7 separate regions of the Mus musculus genome follow, and all the other regions are linked to region 3. Evidence: chromatin contacts called from public HiCAR-type, HiChIP or PLAC-seq and promoter capture Hi-C data. All regions are on one chromosome and are shown on one strand. Each heading gives the region's core, a stretch centred on a gene start, on an enhancer-like site or on the middle of the called end of the contact. The rest is flanking DNA. Distances are from core to core; before and after follow the strand shown.

Region 1 (3,259 bases), core at 651-3,150, 1.6 Mb before region 3:
GCACAGGGACACTGACCCATCGGAGCTGTTACACCTTAGTAATAAAGAACACCTCCATCTTCCTGATGCCTCCCTCCCATGGTAGACGCGTCTCTAGGTCACACTACAGGTGCCTGCCGCCTCTGCTACCTAGTGCCTTGTCTTCAAAGGGGAAGGGGATGGTGCCTGAAACAGTCCAAGGCAGTTACCAGCAAAATGGCATCAGCAGGAGGGTGGGTGTGTGGAGCACAGAAAGTCTCTATTTATAACACTCCCAGCTCCCTCCTCCACCCCAGCCTGGGCCTGGGCCCTGGCTGCAGCTCCAGTGTGACCTGTGTGCCTGCCCCTATCAGGCAGAGTGAGGCCTGGAAGCTGTATGCCACCACTACCTCCGAGTCCTCTCTGTGGGCCTGGCCAGGTCAGATGGCAAGACCCAGCAGTGACAGGAAAGCTGCAGATCAGGTTCTTCCCAGATGTGTGAGATAGTGTGGTTGCCATGCCAACCCTGGGACAGGCTTTCCCCCTCATGCAAGAGACAGAGGAGGCTCAGAGGCCCTCGTATTCTCTCTAGTGCTGGGGTTGCCCACCAAGCTTGGACAGGGAGTGGCAATCCGCACTGGGACACTCAGCCTCAGGGGAGACCTGTGCTTTCTAGTAAACACGACCACATGGGCCTCTGAGGGGGAGAGGAGGAGGCTGCGCCTAGCAGGTCAACAAGGGCAGCATACAGAACTTATTCCTGGGGTACTGAGATGGGTTAGACCAGGGGTACAGAAACCTCAGGAACCCCACCCCCGGCCTTGGAGCAGACAGGGCCTCCCAGCTGAGCCTCATACCTGCTTTACAGAAGGCAGAGTGAGGCTCAGATGGCTTGTCCAAGGTCACTGCAGGATGCACAGGTGCACTTAGCCTCAGCAACTGCACTTGCAGCCAACCCAGGAAAGAGGGCCACTCACCCCATTTCTCAGAGCGAGAAACAGAGGCCCTGAAGTAAAGCTCTCCTGTCCCCCAAGGTCATGAGGAGCATTACCATCCATATCCTGACTCCAGCCTTTTGCTGAGACATGAATTCGCCTCAGTTTCTCTTTCTTCTACCAAATGTTTAGGACTTGTTCCAATATCAGCATTACCGGCCTGGACAGAACCCAAAGAGCCTGCCAGATCCTAGCCTTCTGACATCCTTTAGGCCTGGGAAGTAAAAGGAAACAAGCCTCCCGCAGAGCAGAAAGGAAATAACTCCTGGCTTCCGGCCTGACTCCCCAAGCGTGTGAAAGGGACTGGATGCAACCATTAGCACCAACCTGCCCATTGCACGGGTATGGAGACTGAGGCTCGCAAAAGAGATTGGGGTATTTTTGTGTGGCCCTCAACCTGCCAGCCTGGCCTGGGGCGGGGGAGGGGAGGAAGGCAGACTAGTGCAGAGAGGCCTGAACCACCCAGTGGGCATCCACCTCCCGGGCTGTGCAGGCACCAGGGCAGTGGGCAAACTTGTCAGTGTAAACGGGCACTGCCAGGCGCCCAGGCACCGGAGCCCAGGCCCCCATGGGTTCCGGGCCATAGTGGGGTGCAGCTGACCTCGCTGGGAGCTCCCCTGAGCAGCTCGGGGACAAGAGAACAGGGGCCCTAGCTGTACCCAGAGCGCACAGCCGCTGCTGCAGGAAAGGGGCTCCTGCTGCAGAGAGCCTGCCCGCCCGCCCGGGGCGCGCTCCACATCCGGGCCCCATGAGCGGCGTCGTGCCAGGCCTCACCTGCACCGCCCGAGTGAAGAAGATGCCCGCGTCCGACGCCAGCTTCTTCATGTTGAAGTCCATGGCGCGCCCGTACGCAGGGCCGCCACGCCGGCCCCAGAGCAGCCGGCAGCCCCCCGCCCCGCCTCACGCACCCCGCCGCACCCCGCCCACCTGCTGCCTGCGCCCGCCCTCTGCGCGCGCGCGTCCGCGGCCGAGCCGAGCCGAGCGCGGGGCGGGGCCAGGCGCGCGGGGCGGGGCTTTGGGGAGCGCTGCTGCCCCTGCCGGCCGCGGGCCCCACCAGCGGGCTGTTCGCTCTAATCAACGTTTTACTAAACCGGTTTCCGTGCACCCTGGAGGTCTCTGCGGATGCACTGTAACACTATACTATTGATTATTTTGGTAATTCATTATGCAAATTTTAGTTTTTTTTTTTTAAATAGTTGGGAATATATTCGTTTAAAACAGGGTCTCTCCAGGCCCCTCCTGGCCTAGAACGCCAAATGTAGACCAGGCTGGCATCCAATTCACAGAAACTTCTGCTGGGATTAAAAGTGTGCACCACATCTACCCGTTTTTGTTTTTGTTTGCTTTCCTGTTTTCATTTTTTCCCCCTCTGTGTGTGGCTGTATATTTGTGTTTGTGTCTGTGTGTTCGCTTGCGTGTGCATGAGCACAGGGTGTCGCCGTGACCATGACATTGCAGGGATACTCGCATCACACTGGCCATGGGAGCCCGCGGCCCATGCTTCTGGAATTTACATGACTTAATTTATTTAGGTTCTCAAGGCTGTACAGTTAAGTTCTTTAACCATGGAGCTGTCTTCCCAAACCTGTTTTTGCTTTTAAATGTTATTTTATGTTTTATTATGAGTGTGTGTTTGCGTGTGAGAGCACATGCATGTGAGACAGGGGACACAGAAAGCTGTAGCATGGATGTGGAGATCAGAGAACAACTTTCTAGAGTCCCCTCTTCTTCTTGTATATGAGTTCTGTAGTCCTGAAGATCAAACTCGGGGCAAGCTCCATGACTCGCTGAGCCATCTCTCCGGCCTCCTTTTATTTTGTTTGTTAATTTTTAAAATGTGTTTATGTGTAAGGGTGTTTTGCTTGCATGTACTATGGATTCTATGTGTGTAGTGCCCTCAGACACCGGAAGAAGGTGTTGGATCCCCTGGGACTGACATTACAGATGGCTGTGAGCCACCATCTGAGAGCTGGGAACAGAACCCAGGACCTCTGAAAGAGCAGCCAGTGCCCTTGACTGCTAAGCCATCTCTCCAGCCCCTCCCTCCTTTTCAGATTTATTTCTGTTTTTATTTGTGTGTATGTGAACACACACCACATGTTTACAGAGACCAGAGGAGGGGGTCAGATCTGGCAGAGCTGCAATTAAAGGCAGCTTTGAGAAGCCTCACACGGAGGCTGGGAACCAAATTCTGGTCCTGTGAAAGAACAGTGTGTGGGCTTGACCTCCGATGCACTTTTGCCTGCTTTGTTGTTGTTGTTTATTGGTTTGGGTTTTTTTGGTTTTGGGTTTGGTCTTTGCTGCAA
Region 2 (2,933 bases), core at 292-2,791, 1.9 Mb before region 3:
TCCCAGGGCACGGAGAAGGGCCTGGAACACAGAGCAGATCAGGGCATAAGACCATAGGCCCACAAGGCTCAAGACAAGACTGCAGGCACCACTGGGGCTTGGGTTGGAGGCAGACTGGTCAACAGCAGTCTTCGTTTGTGAGTTCTTCAAGACTTTACTTGACCTGTCTCTACTTACCCATTTTGGCCTAACCTGGGACCACTCTCCCTTTTCCTCAAGGATTCTCCAGCCCCTTCCAACACCTCAAACAAATGTGCTGACCCCAGCTCCAGAGTCGGCCAGTGCTCACGCTTGATCTGGTCTTCTCAAATGCCACTCAACATCCATTTTTCCAACAGTTCCTCAGCCCTGCTCTGTCGGTAACATGACACACCGATGTGGCATTACAGTACATTGTCTACATACATGGCTTACTGTAATCCTTGCAACCACCGGGAAAGCAGCTATCTCCAGGTTCCCTGCTGATGAATCCCTAACACACCAGTTGGTCAGCATCAGGCCTCCGTTATCTCATTATTTGTATGTTTTTGGGTTACACTAGAAAACCATAGCAGGGCAGTGGTGAGAGAGGCCTTTAATTCCAGCAATCTCTGAGTTCAAGGCCAGCCTAGTTTCCAGAGCAAGTTTCAAGACATCCAGGGCACACAGTGAAACTCATGTCTCACAAAAACAAAAGCAAACAAACAAACAAAAGAACAACAACAAAGGAACATAGAAAACCGTTCAAGCTAGCCCTCAAGGTATCTGACCATTTCAAACACCAATAATGTCAAGTTGAAATGCCTAAAAACTGCTATTCACAAAAAAAAAAAAAAAAAAAAAAACTTCCAAAAATGGCTCAGCTGGTAAGGGCACTTAGCCAAGCATGACACCCTGAGTTGGATTCCCAGGCCCCTCGTGGTGCAAAGAAATAACAACCTTGTGTAAAGTTCTCCTCTGACCTCCACAGGCGCTGTGACACGTGCACGATCCACCATGTAAATTAACTACATGTCATTTAACGACAGCATGGGACCCCTAAGAGTTCTGTTGTCCTGGTTTGCTTTTGTTGTTGTTTGTTTTCGTTGGTTGGTTTCTTTCTCCTCAGAGACCGAAAAAAAGGCTAACGCGAAAGCATCTGTGAGTTTTTTCATTAAAACATGAAAACACGCGGACCAGTGGTGGCGCACGCCTTTCGTCCCAGCACTTGGGAGGCAGAGGCAGGCGGATCTCTGAGTTCCAGGACAGCTAGGGATGGATACTCAGAGAAACCCTGTCTCGAAAAAACAAAAACAAAAAAGCCGTGAAAACACAACGCTGCGCCAGGCCTTCCCGCCCGCGCTGCCATAGCGGGCCCGCGCCCTCACCGTCTCCCCGCGGATCCCCTGGACGCTCCTCCACTGCGAGGGCACGGACGCCACGCCCAGGGTCTCATCCTGAAGAGGCGCAGGCCGCCCTCGCCGTTCGGCGCCGCCAGCCCCGCCAGCAGCCAGGGCAGCAGCTCCAGCGCTTCCAACGCGCCGAAAAGGCCTGGGCGACGCGCACATTGCCATGGCGACGGTCCCGCCCTCTCGCGCCTGCGCCCTGGAACGTGACCTTAGCGGGTTCGCCCCCCACAAACGGAAGTCCGACGAGAGGAAGTGAAGCTGTGGGCGCCGTTTTTGAACTGGTTACAGCATCGTCTTTAAGGCCCAGAAGAAAAATAATGAAAATGTTTATCAGCCAATACAACAAAACCGCAGCGATTTGGGATTGCCCTATGCCCAGAGGCCATTTGGGGGTCCGGAACAGCTCTTCGTGGTATAAGGAAAAGAGCGGAAGTGAGGCGTGGGCTCCAGGTTCAAAGATGGCGCTGAGCGGCCGGGCGCAGAGGCAGGACCGCCGCAGGCCTAGTGGGCCATGCTGGTCCGGAGAACCGGCCGGGCTGGAAGCAGCCGACTACTCCAGAACTGTACTTTGCGCCATTTGAGTTGGCATCATTTCCAATGAATGGAATGAAATAGATCATACACAGATCGAACGTGGGATTGAATGGATGGGAGGCCTAATAATAAATTTACATAAACAATAAAATAAAATGCTTGTTAAATTAAAATTCGAGACTAACCACAGGAGAAGTTGATCTCAATGATAGATGGCCCCAGGTTCAGTCCTCAACACACACGAAATGTTAACTACAAGTTAGTGCGTGCCTATAGTGTGTCAAGCCAAGCACCCAAAGGCTTATGTTTGTTTGGGTTTTTTTGTTTGTTTCTTTTGTTTTTCGAGACAGGGTTTGTCGGTATAGCCCTGGCTGTCCTGGAACTCACTTTGTAGATCAGGCTGGCCTTGAACTCAGAAATCCGCCTGCCTCTGCCTCCCGAGTGCTGGGATTAATTAAACGCGTGCGCCACCACTGCCGGCAGAGGCTTAGAAATGAGTGTTTATCTTATTAAATCCTTAGCCTTCCGTGTGCTTGCTTGTTAGTTAGCTGGTTTGCTTTTTGAAGTGCTGGGGTTGAACCCCGGGCTTTCTGCATGCCAGCTCCTATGTTCTACCAATGAACTACCCCTATAGCTCAATTGTTATTACTCCTGTGCCTCTTACAGTCAGATATGGAATCGTCCAAAGTCACCCAGTAAGATCTTACAGGTGGCTTGCCTGATCCCCCAAACCAAGCCTGGAGCCTCTAGACAACCATCTGCTAGTTTAGGCCTCTGGGTCTATTTCCTCTTTTCTGAGACTAGGAAGCCTGCCGTGGTCCTGTTCTCAGTGCACCACCCAGGGACAGGATGCCCCTCAGCAGAGCAGCCAAGGCCAGGAAGGCCGATTAGATTAGCAGCACTGGGAGGGATAATAAAAAGCCATAGAAAAGTCTTCCTAACAAGGACTGCTTTGCAAACATCACCAAGGATTCCAAAAATCATACTCAGAGCTCAAAGATTAAGAACACTGGCTGCTTGCTTTTCCAAGAC
Region 3 (2,879 bases), core at 91-2,590:
GCAGTGGTCTGAAGATCAATCTATGGGAAGACTTAAGAATGACCCTTTAATGGAGGAGTTGGCATATATTTCAAGTTGTGTCTGTTGGTTCCAGGGTTTTTAACCTCTCTAGTTAAGGGCTTAGCTTTCTTGGGACATCGGCTGCCTTATTTCTGAAAAAGACCAAATGTAACTGGTGTAACCAGCAGTTTGGGGATTGCCAAGTATGGCTTTGCCCTGTGACTCAAAAGATGTTTGTAAGGTAGATTTGGGTGAGTGCCATTATTGTGTGCATGTGTGTATGTATGGATGGGATGTGGTCTCCTGCAGACTGAAATAAACTAGAGCAATTTATCAGTGTCTTTGTGTTTCTTGGGGACAGCTCTGGGCTCAGTAAATTCAGAAGAGCTAGCTGACAACAGGTACCAAGTAAATGAGTGTGTCCTGGGTCTCCCATGTCCCAGACAGACAGTTGACGTCATCTGATTAAGCCCAAGACCCAGGTCTACTGTTAGCATTTTACAATGAATAGAGGCTTGCACACATGCAACTTGTTGAGAGACTGCATCTGACAGAATGTGCCCTCTGGAGCTGACCCACCAGCTCCAAGTTAGGAACCTCTTTTATAATTCTACTCCAGAAATGTCTTCAACATCAGTCAGTATACGCAGATCTGAATCTTAACCCTTCCTGGCTGAAAGCTATTGGATAATTTAACTGCTTTGTGTGGAATTCTCTTATTACATATTTTTTTCCAGACAGGGTCCCATGTAACTCAGGATATCTAGAGATTGCTATGTAGCCTAGGAAGACCTTGAATTCCTGACCCTCTAATCCCCAAAAGCTGAGATGATAGCCGCGCACCATTTGCGATGTGAAGTGGATATGGCTTATGATCTGAAACGATTGCCTTGAAAACAGTAAACAAAACCGATCTTTTGTCCCTTTTCCTCTCCGTTTTTAAAAGGGTTCTGCACCGGCACACAGTGCAGTCCACCCGCTAACCGAACCTCTCTGTCCGCTCTTCCCAGCAAAAAAGTTCCTAACTTCTCTAAGTCGGAAGCTTCTAAGAGCCCTGCAGGTAAGTGCTACCGGGAAGCATCGAGAGTCTCAGGAAGGCCGAGCGTGCCTCTCTCTAAGGAAGAAAATTAAATAGCGAGGCTGCGCACGCAGCATCCAAAGGAAGGCGGACTCCGGCCCGCGCCTCATGGCCACACCCACTGCGCGGAACCGGCCAATGGGGCCTTGTGGATTGGCAAGCGCGCGACTTCCGAGCAGCCCTCGACTGCCTCCGAGCACACTAAAAACCGGCCTGGGTGACGTCAGTCACGCGCGCCGGAAACGCGCATCTACCACGCGCCGCGGGCGCTGAGGGAAGGAAGTTGAGGCCTGAGCGGCCTGAGCTGTGTTTGAAAGGCCGCGGGTGGCAGCGGCAGCGCCAGCAGCAGCTACTTGAACACCCTGAAGGCGGCACGATGGGAGACGAGATGGATGCCATGATCCCTGAGCGGGAGATGAAGGTTAGAGCCTGGCCGGGGCCTCCCCGCCTGCGTAGTCCTGGAGTTGCCTTGGAGCCTCGCCTCTGCCGGCTGCTCCTGCAGTTCGCAGGGTCGCGATCGCTCGCCCCACAGAGCGTCCGCAGCTCTGCGTGTCGCGGGCCTGAGTTCCCTGCAAGTGCAGGTACCTGTCCTTGCGTGGGTTTGTCCACGCCTTCTGAGTTACCCCAGGTACTCTGATGGGCTGGTCGCCTTACTGGTGACAGCGATTCTTGTTTATTGAGTGAGACGTACTGTCGCCACCGTCGCTGCAGCCCTTACGACCAGCTTAGAAAGAGGAGCGCATTGAAGCCTTGAAAGCAAATGATCCAAAGTCACGTGGCAAAAGCCTTACATCTCTCTTACGATTTAGGCATGGTCTCTTGTAGCTCAAGGTGGCTTCTGGTCTTGGGCTCTTGTCTCTGCCTCCACCTCCCAAGTGGTGGGATTATTGGTGTGCATTACCACAGTTGGCTTAGACGCTCAGTTCTTATTAGCTCTCTATACTTGAGGGTGGTCCAAACTACCTAAAGTGGAGCCAAGAAACACTATCTGCCTTCAAAACCCCTAGTTAGTAGGAACAGGAAGTCAAGTTTGGCACTGGAAATCAGCTTGAACTCATGAGACTAAAGGAAAAGCAAGCGAACCCTAAGTGATCCCCATGCTACAACTTCTGGATACTGTGTTAATAGTTGGCTTATATACTCTGACAGAATGGAAAGGCAGGGGACCGTAGACAGTTGGAAATGAGTGAGTTGCAGGAAGGTGTTAGCCATTTGTGTGACCGGTGAGTCGCTAAAATGCACATGGGTCGAGTGCTCCATATCATGCTTAGAAACAGTGGCTCTTCCTTGAGTCAGCACATGTGCTGAGCCCGGTAATGGGCAAGCTTCATGTTCCTCAGATATGTTCGGGTAGAGAATTTAGAACCACAGGGCTAATAGCAGTATTTTAATTCCTGCCAAAAGCAGAAAGGAGAGGTTTGGGTTTTGGGTTTGTCTGTTGTGTTTGTTTTGTTTTGTTTTGTTTTGTTTCTTTTGTGTTGCTTCATCACACTGGCCCACCACAAAAAAAGCCACCAAGCCCCAGTGGTACAGTCATGACTATTAGGATGATAATATCAAAAAAGATAGATGATTTGTTTCTTTATGAATGGCCAGTGTGGCCTCATGGGGAAATTTGTGTGAACTTTTACCCACCGTATTCAACTGGGATTAAGAGTACTGCTCTTCCAGAGCTCCTGAGTCCAATTCCCAACACCTACAGGGCAGCACACAATTGTCTGTAGCTCTAATTCTCACACAGACACATGCAGGCAGAACACCAATGCTCATAAAAATCTTCCAGTAAATATGTATTAAACAT
Region 4 (3,323 bases), core at 452-2,951, 1.8 Mb before region 3:
GTTCCTTGTACTATACAAAAGTTTTCAACACGGGCTGGTGAAATGGCTCAGCGGGTAAGAGCACTGGCTGCTCTTTCGAAGGTCCTGAGTTCAAATCCCAGCAACCACATGGTGGCTCAACCACCCATAATGAGATCTGATGCCCCCTTCTGATGCATCTGAAGACAGCTACAGTGTACTTTTTATAATAATAAATAAATCTTTGGGCTGGAGCGAGCAGAGGTCCTAAATTCAATTCCAACAACCACAAGAAGATTCACAACCATCTGTACAGCTACATAAAATAAATAAAATAAATCTTAAAAAAAAAAGTTTTCAGGGCTGGAGAGATGGCTCAGCGGTTAAGAGCACTGACTGCTCTTCCAAAGGTCGTGAATTCAAATCCCAGCAACCATATGGTGGCTCACAACCATCTGTAATGCAATCTGATGCCTTCTTCTGAAGACAGCTACAGTGTACTTAGATATAATAATAAATAAATCTTAAAAAAAAAAGTTTTCAGCACAGGAACTGACTGCCAGGTTGTCTGTTGCTCTCACAGAAACATAGGGTGGAAACAGTGTCCTGTTGGCTGTGAGACCCTGAGCTCCCTACTAGGTCGACTACACAGGAGATCCAAAAATTAGTGCTAAGGCTCCCAGGAAGCAGAGGGAGAGACCTGGTGTCTTCAAACCCTCCTGCGGGTGGGAGGGGAGTGAACATCTGTGGGAATCCTTTTCCAAACTCTGTGCCTCACCCATTGGTAAACAGAACTGGTGTGTATAAAACGGTGAACCCACCAGCGGGGCCACCTGGTGTCTACCATTGTGGTCACATTTGTTCATAGATGATACTCCAGGTCTATGGAGGACTGTAAGCCTTGGAGTCCACCTACGCGGGACAGCCCTGTTCTCTTTCGTTCACCCTCTCTTTCAGCCTCTTTCAGCCCCATTTTTCCTGCAGGTCATGTGGCATGTCTGTGATATGCCTGGTAGAACATGGGTTTTGCACATCTGACCATAGCAGGCTTCAGTAGGACTGAAGGCTATTCTTTCTGTCCCATTAACTTAAAAAATATTATTATTATTATTATTATTATTATTATTATTTTAACCTAAGTTATCTTGGAAGTTGTCCCACATTAGTACATGAATCCAATTGCCGTGCAGCCCGGGAACCGACAGAACCCAGAAGGACCCACAGAGACTATTGGCGCTAGCTCTGCAGGCAATTCTCCGTTAGCGCAGTCTGCATCTTCTTGGCCAGGACTACCTTGGGAGAGTGGACGTGGGTGCAGAGAGAACTAGTCTAACTGGTTCTGTGACTGAGTGTAGAGCTGCCAAGACCGCGTGTGCAAGTTTTTCTCAGGGGATAGATCCTTCTTTCAGAGAAGCTACACATCACATACAAACAGGAGCACATGGATCAAAGAGCTACAGCACTCGCAAACCTTAGCTAACTTCAACACACGATCTAGATGAAACCCCGCACGGCAACCAGGAACTGACCTGCTTCAGCAAACAATAGCGCTGCTCTGTCCAATAACCCGCGACCCCAAACGTATTCCCAAGGTTGCAGAAGTCTGTTCCTTTAAAGAGGCCGAGCCCTAGATGGGCTACTTCCGCCCAGATGCAGCTTAGCTCAAGAGAACTGTCAGAAGCAGTGCGAAGCTCTGTGTGCCCTTTAAAGACTGGGCGACAGCCTAGGATCCCCAAGCATTTGCGCTCGGTGACATCACTTCCGGGGCGGAGACCTAAGAAGCGGTACAAACAAAACAAGGAGCCAAAGACCCACGGCGCGACTGGCTGTGGGTAGCCAGACCCAGGACTAGGGCTGCCTGCGTGGCGGCCGAGAACAGCGGGCCTTGGTGAGTGGGTCGAGTATGGAAAGGGACGCGCTGTCACCTCCCTGAATCCAATGACGCGGGCCCGACCTCCGCTCGCACCTCTCACCCGAGTTTCCGCCGCGGTCCCTGCAGATCCACGCCCCTCCGCGCACGTGCACCTTCCCAGAGGTTCCACCCGGGCTCCCCTAGTACTTGGTGCCGAACTCTTTCCTTGAACCCCTCCCTCTTTCTGATCTGCGGGACTATTCCCTGGTCTTTGGAATCTCAGGCTGGAAAAGACCGATTCTCCTATTGGTTTAGCCCGTCGCATGTATGCATTGGGCAGGAGTGACAGATCTAGGGAGGTGAGGTTGGAAGAGCTGGAGGTCAGCAATGACGCGTCCAGGCTGAAGGAACACAGCTTGGGAAGCCAGGGGACAATGAAATTGGAAGCTAAATTGAGAAGGAAAGAATGGAGGACCTGAAAGTTTCAAAGACCTTCTGCCTTGGAAAGGTGGCAGCAAAACCTTCAACCCCTGCTGACTGTTCTGCTCTCTGGAGCACACAGACTAGCAGACAGCGCAGGAGGAAGGGCAGGAGGTCTGCTTCTTGTGCTGGGGACGGAGGATAAGGAGGATAAGAGTATGTTCCGAGGCTTGGGACAGTGGAAGTGACCTGGCCACACAGTTGGTGAAGGTTAGGTTCCCCTGTGGCAGTCCAGGGGAAGCAGGGACTGGAGGCTAGTGTTGTGAGGAGATACTGGGGTGGCTTGACTCCCTGCTTTCCCAGTTCCATAGCTTGTTTGGGTTTTGGGTGTTGACTCTGGACCTTCTTGTCTCCCAGGGTCTGTAGAGGACAAGGCAGGAGACCAAGAGACGTTTGTGACCCACCACCTCCCCAGTGGTTTTCGTCTGCTGAGGACACCTGCTACAGAGCAGTTTCGTTACACTTCAGTGGCCTTTGTAGAGAGTGGGGGCTTCTGGGATTGCCCTGTGAATCAGGAATCCGGGCAGGTGGCTGGGTTTTTGACTTGCTGCTTGAAGGAGCTTCAAGGGAGGAAGCAAAAATGATTGCAGGTTTTGTGGGGGGACCGCAGAGGAACCTAGGTGGGATACATATACTAACCTCTTTGCCATCCCTGGGCTCTTTCACCTGCCCTGTCTTTATGGTTGGCCTTGGACTGGGACTTATGTTGGGAAATGTGTCCTTGGCCTCCTCAGCACTGCAGTCTGAGAGGAGACAGACATCAGGAATAGAAGCTGAGGGTTGAGCATTGTTAGGACAGCCCCATGGTAGTCCAGAGGAGAAGGTACCCACATGGACGATGTTGCCTGAGGTACACTTCCGGAAGTGGGATCCTGGAGGAGCAGGCGAGCCTGCAGCCTCAGTTCTGGCTCTTTAACCATGAACAAGTAGTGGCTCAGTTTCAGCCAGGTGTCTGGATCCCGGCTGAGGAGACAGTGCAGAGGTGGCCTGGACAGCGTCTGCACCTTTCTGGCTCTAGGTGCTTTACTGCTAG
Region 5 (2,936 bases), core at 341-2,840, 1.7 Mb before region 3:
TCTGTAGACCAGGCTGGCCTCGAACTCAGAAATCCGCCTGCCTCTGCCTCCCAAGTGCTGGGATAAAAGGCATGGCCACCACGCCAGGCAGGATATCTTTTCTTGATGATCCATCCTGTTTCTCTTGTCCAGTGGTATCTGAATTTCTCTGTTGTATGTTTTTCTTCTCCTGGGAAGATAAAAACAAAACCCTGCCCCAACCCTAACTCTGGATTCTTTTGTGGACTAGCAGGGTATATCTTTCCCAGGGCAAAATGCTTTTTGGCAACAGAAAAAAAAAGCATTATCTTTGAAGTTGAAATTATTATTATTTTTAAAGTTTGAAACTAAATATACCTTAGTATGTGGATAAATATACTTATATCCCCCTTTCTCTTTATATAAATTTAAGGTTAAGGGGCTGGGCTGGAGAGATGGCTCAGCAGCTAAGAGCACTGACTGCTCTTCCAGAGGTCCTGTCACTGTAAAAGGGGGCGGAGATCATTCAGTGAGGGAAGGGTCATCTGTACAGCCTGTGTATATTAGTCAGCTGGTGCACACACCACTGATACCCAACTCCACAAAAACTCATTGCTGTGCTCCCTGCCTTTCTTCTTTCACGTAAGCTACTGGAACTCGTCCCATACTGGAGTACATGAAACACTTTGTTTTAATAGCTGAACAATTTCCCAACCTAAGGATTACTACAGTTAGCCTGGGAATTATGAGGACCCGGGAAGATTAACACACACACACAGCTAGCGTCTGGAGGCTTGGTTCTGAAGATGTGGTTTTATCCTCAGCTCAGCTCAAAATTCGCTGCTAACGTTAGGCTGGAGGTTTCCCGATAGAGAATTCCCCTCACACCCTCTGCCAATCCTCTATCTCCAGCCAGAAGCCGGGGAACCGGACAAAGAGATCCCCACCAGAAGCCCTTGCTTACAAAAGTCGGAGCAAAATACTGGATAAAGCAGATACTTAGTTTCAAAGTGACCACTGGACTCAGGACACACCTACCAGATTCCTAAACTCCAATACCTTCTCAAGCACGGCACTACCTCTCTCCCCTCTTCTACAAAAAGTTCCTAACCCAGTCCAGTCCAACGACTTCAAAGATCTCCTAGTGTGAGACAGTGAACTCGCCGGGGCGCGACTAATCGCCCAAGAAACCTTTAAATTTAGTTCAACTGTGTTTATTGCAGCGGCGGCGGAGAAGCCATTCAGTTAACTCGGAATTATGCGGCTTTTCAGGGACAACCGTCGCAAGCCGGACGTGTCGAGGCGCGCGTCAGCATCAGCAGGGCAGTTACATTTGCGGGCACCTGAAGAGTTTGGGCAGCGAGTCAGCTAACGAGCAGCACTAAAGGTATGAGGACGCTGGCCCAATGGCGATCGGAACCCGAACAAAGGAGGTGAGCGGATACTTGCGTCAGCTTGGGTCACTTGGCCGCTCTGGCCAGAGTAACGCATCCCTTAAGTTGCAGGGATCCCTGTCCCTTTAAGGGGGCTTAGTTCTGTCCCGTTACTTCCGCCCCGAAGTGGCTTGGCGCAGGCACGTGGACGGGAGTAGGGTGAAGCCGCCTCAAGCTTTCCCCTTAACAGACATGGCGACGGCCGGGATGCCGCGGGTGCGTCCGGCCGTGACGTCACTTCCGGGGCGGGGGAGGCAGAGTGGTGCAGTGAGGGACAAACAAAAGGAGGCGCTGGAGGAGCGCGGCGGCGGGCGGCCGGACTGGGAGGTGGAGGGCCCGGGCTGCCTGCGGGCGGCTGCGAGCGGAGAGCCCAGGTGAGCGGGTCGGGTGGGGGATGAGACGCGCGCTGTCACCGCACGGGACGCTCTCCTCGGACGCGCGCTCCGCCCCTTCAAGTTCTGCGGGGCTCTCGCTGCCCAGGGGCGCCGGCCACCCTGGCCCCGCGCTGGGCTTCGCTCCGCCCTGCCTCCCGCGGGCGCCGGCTCCGGTCTCCACCCTCCAGGCCGTGCGGCGGCGCGCGAGCCCCCTCCCGGGCACCCTGTTCTCCGCGCGCCTCTCACCCGAGTTTCCGCCGCGGTCCTCAGGCCGCACTTGCCGCGCTGGTCCCCGCAGATCCGCGCCCCTTGGCGCACGCGCCCCCTTCCCAGAGGTTCCACCCGGGGTTCTCTTGACAGCTCCCCCACCAGCTCTTACAGTTCTTGGCCGTGGGCTTCCCGGCGCCGGCTTCTCTTTAGACCACTCCCTCTTCCTGATCTCCCGGACTGTCCCCTGCTATGGGGAAGGGAGCACAGGCTTTTGGGACCTCAGACTGGGGCTCCCTGAACGACCGACTCCTGATATGAGAGTCTGTTTCGTTCTGTCCCTGTTTTGTGCATCTCTTGGGCAGGAGTGACAAGTACAGGAGGTTGTTGGTGAGCTGGAGGTCAGCAAAGGCGACCCCAAGCTGAAGGAACAGCAGAGTTCGGGATGACAGTGGCAGGGGGTGGGGGCTTGTTTTTTGAGATAGGGTCTCAACTATGTAGCCTTGACTGTCCTCAAACTCTCTCTGTAAACCAGGCTGGCTGGCCTCGAGCTCACGGAGATTCACCTGTCTGGTTCCTGAGTGCTGGGTAGAGACGTGGGCCTCTAACCTCTGTTTGAGACCAGGGTTCTTGAACCTGCCATGCACTGGACTGGAGTGAGTCAAGATGGGCTGGTTCTGCTTGATACAGTTGTTGTCTTGTTTTGAAAGAACACATTGAGTGAGCATTAGCTTTTTCTTGATGGGAACTGGGCTGACATAGTGGTAGTTCTAGGACAGCCACTCTTGTACAACCTCCTCTAACGCTGCCCTAGCTAGGACAGGGACAGCTTTAAGGATGAGGTGTGGAGGGGAGAGAGTCTTTGTGAGGATGGGGACACTTGTCTGCTGAATTTTGGAGACAGAAATGAGTAGCCAGAGGCTACAAAGTCTTTTCCTGCCTTGCAAGTGTGTCAGTGGTCTCT
Region 6 (3,044 bases), core at 530-3,029, 1.8 Mb before region 3:
CAAGCAAAATTCTGGTCACTTGAGCTGAATCCTTCACCTTAGAACTGCAGAGGCTGCACAGTTCAGAATATAATGGGTCCCGAGAACTGAAGCTATAGGACATTGTGAGCTGCCTGTCACTTAACTTGGGTTCTCTGCAAGAGTTGAATATGCTCTTTAAAAAACAAAATTATGGGGCTGGTGAGATGGCTCAGGTGGGTAAGAGCACCCGACTGCTCTTCCGAAGGTCCAGAGTTCAAATCCCAGCAACCACATGGTGGCTCACAACCATCTGTAACAAGATCTGACTCCCTCTTCTGGAGTGTCTGAAGACAGCTACAATGTACTTACATATAATAAATAAATAAATCTTTAAAAAACAAAACAAAACAAAATTATGTTGTCTATATAGGTGTTTGCCTACAAATCCTTTGGTGTTACAGATGGTTGTGAGCCACCATATAGGTGCTGGGAACTGAACCTGGGTCCATTGCTAGACCAACATGTGCTCTGAACTGCTGCACCATGTCTCCAGTCTACAACTTTGTCTTTTTTTTTTCATTTTTTCAACAGTCTGTGGTGACATACACCTTAAATTCCAGCACTTAGGAGGCAGAGGGAGGCGGATCTCTGAGTTCGAGGCCAGCCTGGTCTACAGAGTGAGTTCCAGGCCAGCCAGGACTACACAGAGAAACCCTGTCTAAAAAAATCCAACCAAGCAAACAAGCCCAAGTTTCATCATAACATGTTCACACATGTACACGGTATTTGTATGATTTCCCTCCATTGCCTTCTTACCCATCAACACCTGCAGATGCCCTATTTCCCAATGTATCTTAAAAGAAAAAAAATTATTATTCAGGCTAGAGAGATGGTTCAGATGTTAAGAGCACTGGCTATTCTTCCAGAGGTCCTGAGTTCAATTCCCAGCAACCACATGGTGGCTCATAACCATCCATAATGAAGTCTGGTGCCCTTTTCTGGACTGCAGGTATCGTGCAGGCAGAACATTGTATATGTAATATATAAATAAATCCTTTTACAAAAAGAATTATTCTATGGATATGAATACACTGTCTTCAGACACACCAGAAGAGGGCATCTGATCCCATTACAGATGGTTGTGAACCATCACGTGGTTGCTAGGAACTGAACTCAGGACCTCTGGAAGAGCTCTTAACCCCTCAGCCATCCCCCCAGCCATCCCCCAATTATCTTTTAATGTATAATTGGTTTTGTCCCATGCTAATGAGTGTGGCTCTGACTGTACACTCTCAGCCCTATTTTCTTCAGTTTTTATGTATCGGTCTTCCTCCGTCTTAATAGGTTGTAAGGAAGTTGATGTCTTAAAATATTCATAAGTTAAATACTATTCCATCTGAAATGTAGGAAATATCTTTAGCCAGCCCCTGACCTACGGACAGGAAACATTGGCCAACACAACATACTTCCCAGGCCAAACCCTTTAAGTGGGTTGAAAAGTATGACCCTAGCATAGCTATTTTCTCTAACCTTATATAGCAAGCTTAGGTTCCAGGCGGCTATCAATAGCTACACCTGCATTCTTCTGTTAATCAATCTAGAGAAATCCTTCGCTCGTTTGGTGGCAGGAGGGTGGGTGCACCTGAGGGGTCTGACAGATCTGGGGTTCTGTCCTGTTTAAAAGCAGGGCCATGTGAGGTGTACATGGCGAGGCGGAGCCCGACGTGGAACGACCAATGGCAAGCGAGTAGGGCGGCACCAGGACCCAGCTACGTCTTAAAAGGGCAGCTGAAGGGCGTCGGGGGCCACGCCAGCACAGGCTCCTTCACTCTGTGCTAACATCAGTAGCGTCCTTGTCCTCCGGTAGGCATGCGCGCGCTGCGGGCCGGCCTGACCCTAGCGCTGGGCGCGGGGCTGGGCGCCGCGGCAGAGCATTGGCGGCGGCGGGAGGGCAAAGCGCCGGGGCTGCTGGGCCGAGTGCCATTGTTGCCGGTGGTCGCGGCCGATCTTCCCGCGCTGCCGGGGGGACCGGCGGGCGGCACCGGGGAACTGGCCAAGTACGGGCTGCCCGGCGTGGCGCAGCTCCGGAGCCGCGAGTCCTACGTGCTTAGCTACGACCCGCGCACGCGCGGTGCGCTCTGGGTGTTGGAGCAGCTGAGGCCAGAGCGGCTCCGTGGCGACGGGGACCGTAGCGCCTGCGACTTCCGCGAGGATGACTCTGTGCACGCGTACCACCGCGCCACCAATGCGGACTACCGCGGCAGTGGCTTTGACCGCGGCCATTTGGCCGCCGCCGCCAACCACCGCTGGAGTCAGCGGGCCATGGACGACACCTTCTACCTGAGCAACGTAGCGCCTCAGGTAGTCTCGGACCCTGGTCGCCCGCCCGACTGCAGCGTCTAGATCTTACTTTACACGTGCACCGTGGCGGGAGGGAGGAATCTTACAGTGGCACTGCAGAATCCGGGGTTTATCCTTCTTCAGCCTCCCGTGGGAAGCAGTGCACCAAGTAGTGACGGGCTGCAGCAATGCCTGTCAGCAAGCCACCCAGTGTGCTTCCTCAGGGAACCCGGGAGCTTGACTCCTCAGTCTACCCTGCTGGCCTAGGGCCAGTCAGGCCTCCAGGGCACACTGTTAGCACTGCACCTGCTCCCAGCAGGGTCTTGATTGTGAAGTAGGTTCCTGGGACATCCACCCAGTGGATGGAGATGGACAGGAGACCATATCCCACCCCACACCTTTTGTTGCTCGATTTTCCAGGCTGCCCAGGAACTCAAGAGATCTGCCTGCCTCTGCCTCCTGAGTGCTGGGATTAAAGGTGCACACCAGCACTGTCCAGTCCCCGTGCCTTTAGAGCTTGACCTAAGGTTTGGGAGTTCCAAGAGACCTTGGGGGTCTCTGAATGACTAATGTCCCCTCCTTCCTCCTTCCCTTGAGATGGGGAAAGCTTAGAGCATTGGAGTGCCAGGAATGGAGTGTGGCTAGCACTGGCTCAAAAACTGTAGTCACAGAGCCGTAAGGAGGGAGCCCTTCTTTGAGCCCTTGTCCTTCAAATGTTTGGGCATTGACATTAAGAGCTGGGG
Region 7 (2,948 bases), core at 241-2,740, 1.7 Mb before region 3:
AGGAAGATGAAGACTGCCAGGCACACAGTGGCGGCCACATACAGCAGTGGCCGGTCAAAGATGATGCCCGGGATATAAGTGGCTACCACAATGAAGTGGAAATACTTTCTTGTAATGGTAGGCGCCCTGTGCTTCTTGGACTCAGAAGACGACCGCTTAGCATTCTGGTACAGCACCACCAGGCAGGCCACAGAGGCCAGCAAAGACCAATAGGCAAGGAGGTAGATGCGAGTTTCAGTGTAGAAGAGGAACTGAAGAAGCCAAAGCAGGGGGTTCCTACGAATGAGCCAGTGCAGCCAGGGCAGAACCACACCAAGGCCCAGCACACAGGTCATGAGGTGGAAGAAGATGGAAGAGGCCCAGGTGCCTGAATCCATGAAGACAAAGAGGGTGCTGAAAAAGACACCCATGAGCACCATCCCTACCACCACCACCAACAGGAAGAAGTCCACTGGGTCCCCCTGGCTTTCAGTCAGAGAGCGCTTGATGAGTTGGTTAAGGACGAAGCTAATGCCACCCAATACCAGCAGTGCCTCCCCAGGAGTGAAGCATCGGGGCAGCAGGTACAGCAGGATCATGTTGAGATAAACAAATATTAGCAGGACTTCCAGGACCTCGATCACCTCGCCTACACTGAGCGAGTGCCTCATAATATAAATGATAACGCCTCCAGCCAAACCAGAGATGGCACAAGTATTGGTGGGCACCGGGCGAGTAATGCCCAGTGCCAACACGGAGGAGAAGAGGGCCACTGCCATGCCAGTAGCTGCAACCACAATGCCGAAGCGCTCGAAGTATGGGTTCCCTGCAGTCTGGCAGCGCTCCTTCATGACTAGCCCAAGCAAAGGCATGACCATGGAGGCCGGCAGTAAGCCGCTGTTCGCGGACATCCGGAACTGGAAAACGGCATTGCCCTGCTGGAGCAGCCGGTCCCACTTGTACTGGACGTAGAAGGCCTGCACCGCGAGGGCCACCGCGCACCAGGAGTATCGGTCCCACACTGCAGCGTGGATGCTCAACACCACGGCGAACACCACTGCAGCCTCCGCCAGCACCGACCCGCTCAGCGCAGCCCCAGACTCCTGGGGAGGGCACTGTCGGGTCATGTCTCTAGGTCTGGCGCTCTTGGGAGAAGAAGTTTGGTGACTAGGGACGCCTTGGCCTCTGGGGCCCTCAACCCGCCAAGCAGAGGGGCAGCAATTTCACCCAGCCAGCAACCTTCTCCAGCTTCCAAAAGGGTGTTCCACCACGGGCCACTCTGAGGCCTGGGAGCCGGCGCCCAGTCACCCGCCTCCGCTGTCAACCTACGGTGTAGCAGATGTTTGCCCTCTTCACCGCTCACAGTCTCCACCGCCTCCACCGCGGACTCCCCTCGCACCAGGGCAGCGCCATCTTGACAGCCCCATCTTGACCACGCCCACCATCACGTGGCGGAAGCCCACGCCCCCAGGCTGGAGGATCCCAGTCACGTGGGTACGGCGCATGGGGGCGGGGCTGGGCCGCGCGCGCGAAGATGGCGGCTGCCGCTGGTGGGCCGTGTGTGAGGTGCGGAGTGGGGCGCGGCAGGGGGTGGCCGTGAAGCGCGGGCTGGGAGCTGGGCGGGAGTTGGGACCGGGGCTCAGCCGCAGTGGCAGAGACGAGCCCCGGCTGGGTGGACGGACACTTGCCGGGGAGGCGGTTAGGTCCAAACCGTTCCCGCTCGCGGGGCTGAGGACACTTTTGGAGCGGGCCTGCCGCTCTCCCTTCTCTCTCCGTGGTCCCTGAGCCTCCGGTAGTCCCCATACACCCACGCTTGCTCCACCACGTTGCCTGTAGGCACTGCGGGACATTTCGGGGTCGCCTGGAAGACCCACCCCACTGCGATCCCTTCCTTGCTGTCCCTGCGCCCTGCTCCCCCTCGGGTGTGCCTTGCCCACGCCGCGATTTCTTCCCGCGGGCATCCTTAGTTCCCGCCTTCTTTTATTTTTGGCTAATGCCGATATTGATGCAATCAGCAGGCATGCCTTCATCTTCCATGCGATTCCGGGTTTTGTGCCAGGCTTCGGACACAAGATGAATTACCCCGAAACAAATATACAGTTCTCACTTAAAAGAGTGCTTTTGTTTGTTTGTTTGTTTGTTTGTTTCTTTTTTGAGGTAAGGTCTCTTGCCTCTCGGGCAGGCCTTGAACTCCTTGTTGTCTTGCCTTTGCCTTCTTGGTGCGGAAATTACAGACATGAATTTCGAGCCCTGCTTGCCTTTAAAGAGCGCTTACTAGCGCCAGACCCTGGGAAAGTGCCGTGCAGGCCTTACCTCATTCATTTCTCACGACTAGGAGAGGCGCCTCCTGTTCCACAGGACTCAGAAGTCCAGTTCATACATAGGCAGTCCCCCCTTGTCAGCCCTCGAGATAATCCCCGTGAGCCTTCAGATGGAAGGCTCTAAAGCCTTAACCAGACCTCTGTATGTATCCACATTATAGATCAGAAAGGGTCTTCACTGCCCTTCCTCCCCTTAAATGTAAACATTCCCTGTCAGTCACCTGGAATTGACTCTGCCAGTTTTATTTGGTCTTGTTTCCTGTGGAAACCTGAAACGCCCAGACAGACATGTAATTATCACACACATTGCTGATCTTTCTCTCCATTAGCCTCTTCACCTTCCAGGGGTAACATTTTCTTTGGAGTTTCCTGTGGATAAAGTGTGGTCCTTGCAAGGGCCGGTTTGTTTCATGCCAGACCTTGTATCCACAGCTATGGATAAATACTTGTATGAAAACTGTAAAAAAATGAATTTTTTCAAAAGGAAAGGAAAGTTTTGGCTTGCCAGCAGGCTTTGAGCTTTCTGTGGAACTTAGCAAACCCATCGTTGAGGGAGGACTTTAACTGACTCTAGGGTTTTCATTTTACTTTTGTTTTGAGGTCCTAGGGGTCAAACCCAGGGCCTCAGGAATGCTAGGCAAGCCCTCT

The links. Promoter capture Hi-C pulls out the DNA fragments that hold promoters and counts their contacts. HiCAR-type assays count read pairs that join an accessible place to other places. HiChIP or PLAC-seq counts read pairs in DNA pulled down with a chosen protein or histone mark.
Region 1: a promoter capture Hi-C map of liver shows a contact between it and region 3, with 3 times the contacts expected there. The contact joins the promoter of Sh3glb2 here to the promoter of Nup214 in region 3. A contact is called at or near these places in 4 of 39 promoter capture datasets (liver, maxillary cranial neural crest and pre-B cells) and 2 of 115 datasets of contacts at active chromatin or transcription factors (astrocytes and forebrain).
Region 2: an H3K27ac HiChIP or PLAC-seq map of differentiating embryonic stem cells shows a contact between it and region 3, with 9 times the contacts expected there. The contact joins the promoter of Wdr34 here to the promoter of Nup214 in region 3. A contact is called at or near these places in 2 of 39 promoter capture datasets (cranial neural crest and liver) and 2 of 115 datasets of contacts at active chromatin or transcription factors (astrocytes and differentiating embryonic stem cells).
Region 4: a contact with region 3 is called in a promoter capture Hi-C map of pre-B cells, with 2.9 times the contacts expected there. The contact joins the promoter of Kyat1 here to the promoter of Nup214 in region 3. A contact is called at or near these places in 2 of 39 promoter capture datasets (neutrophils and pre-B cells) and 1 of 115 datasets of contacts at active chromatin or transcription factors (astrocytes).
Region 5: a contact with region 3 is called in a promoter capture Hi-C map of pre-B cells, with 6 times the contacts expected there. The contact joins the promoter of 1700084E18Rik here to the promoter of Nup214 in region 3. A contact is called at or near these places in 5 of 39 promoter capture datasets (the C10 cell line, liver, neutrophils and 1 more) and 1 of 115 datasets of contacts at active chromatin or transcription factors (astrocytes).
Region 6: a contact with region 3 is called in a promoter capture Hi-C map of neutrophils, with 4 times the contacts expected there. The contact joins the promoter of Endog here to the promoter of Nup214 in region 3. A contact is called at or near these places in 3 of 39 promoter capture datasets (liver, neutrophils and pre-B cells), 1 of 115 datasets of contacts at active chromatin or transcription factors (astrocytes) and 1 of 9 other capture datasets (liver).
Region 7: a HiCAR-type map of astrocytes shows a contact between it and region 3, with 5 times the contacts expected there. The contact joins the promoter of Nup188 here to the promoter of Nup214 in region 3. A contact is called at or near these places in 2 of 39 promoter capture datasets (liver and pre-B cells), 3 of 115 datasets of contacts at active chromatin or transcription factors (astrocytes, embryonic forebrain and embryonic hindbrain) and 2 of 9 other capture datasets (adipose tissue and pancreatic islet).

The regions. Positions count from the first base shown.
Region 1 is chr2:30,357,416-30,360,674 of GRCm38.p6, forward strand. Sh3glb2 (SH3-domain GRB2-like endophilin B2) reads right to left here and starts at 1,901. Exons shown (of 12, transcript NM_001289709.1): 1 at 1,728-1,901. The coding sequence starts at 1,790.
Region 2 is chr2:30,047,338-30,050,270 of GRCm38.p6, forward strand. Wdr34 (WD repeat domain 34) reads right to left here and starts at 1,542. Exons shown (of 9, transcript NM_001008498.2): 1 at 1,347-1,542. The coding sequence starts at 1,532.
Region 3 is chr2:31,973,110-31,975,988 of GRCm38.p6, forward strand. It overlaps Nup214 (nucleoporin 214), which reads left to right and starts at 1,341. Exons shown (of 36, transcript NM_172268.2): 1 at 1,341-1,499. The coding sequence starts at 1,455. It overlaps Aif1l (allograft inflammatory factor 1-like), which reads left to right. Exons shown (of 6, transcript NM_145144.1): 6 at 1-333.
Region 4 is chr2:30,204,146-30,207,468 of GRCm38.p6, forward strand. Kyat1 (kynurenine aminotransferase 1) reads right to left here and starts at 1,702. Exons shown (of 13, transcript NM_001356474.1): 1 at 1,488-1,702. Gm31201 (a long non-coding RNA gene) reads left to right here and starts at 1,704. Exons shown (of 2, transcript XR_374214.4): 1 at 1,704-1,846.
Region 5 is chr2:30,236,041-30,238,976 of GRCm38.p6, forward strand. It overlaps 1700084E18Rik (RIKEN cDNA 1700084E18 gene), which reads right to left and starts at 1,591. Exons shown (of 1, transcript NR_028299.1): 1 at 1,157-1,591. It overlaps Lrrc8a (leucine rich repeat containing 8A VRAC subunit A), which reads left to right and starts at 1,729. Exons shown (of 4, transcript NM_177725.4): 1 at 1,729-1,765.
Region 6 is chr2:30,169,745-30,172,788 of GRCm38.p6, forward strand. Endog (endonuclease G) reads left to right here and starts at 1,780. Exons shown (of 3, transcript NM_007931.1): 1 at 1,780-2,322. The coding sequence starts at 1,831. It overlaps Gm31080 (a long non-coding RNA gene), which reads left to right. Exons shown (of 4, transcript XR_866091.1): 4 at 553-591.
Region 7 is chr2:30,284,926-30,287,873 of GRCm38.p6, forward strand. It overlaps Nup188 (nucleoporin 188), which reads left to right and starts at 1,491. Exons shown (of 44, transcript NM_198304.3): 1 at 1,491-1,545. The coding sequence starts at 1,514. It overlaps Dolk (dolichol kinase), which reads right to left and starts at 1,429. Exons shown (of 1, transcript NM_177648.3): 1 at 1-1,429. The coding sequence starts at 1,106.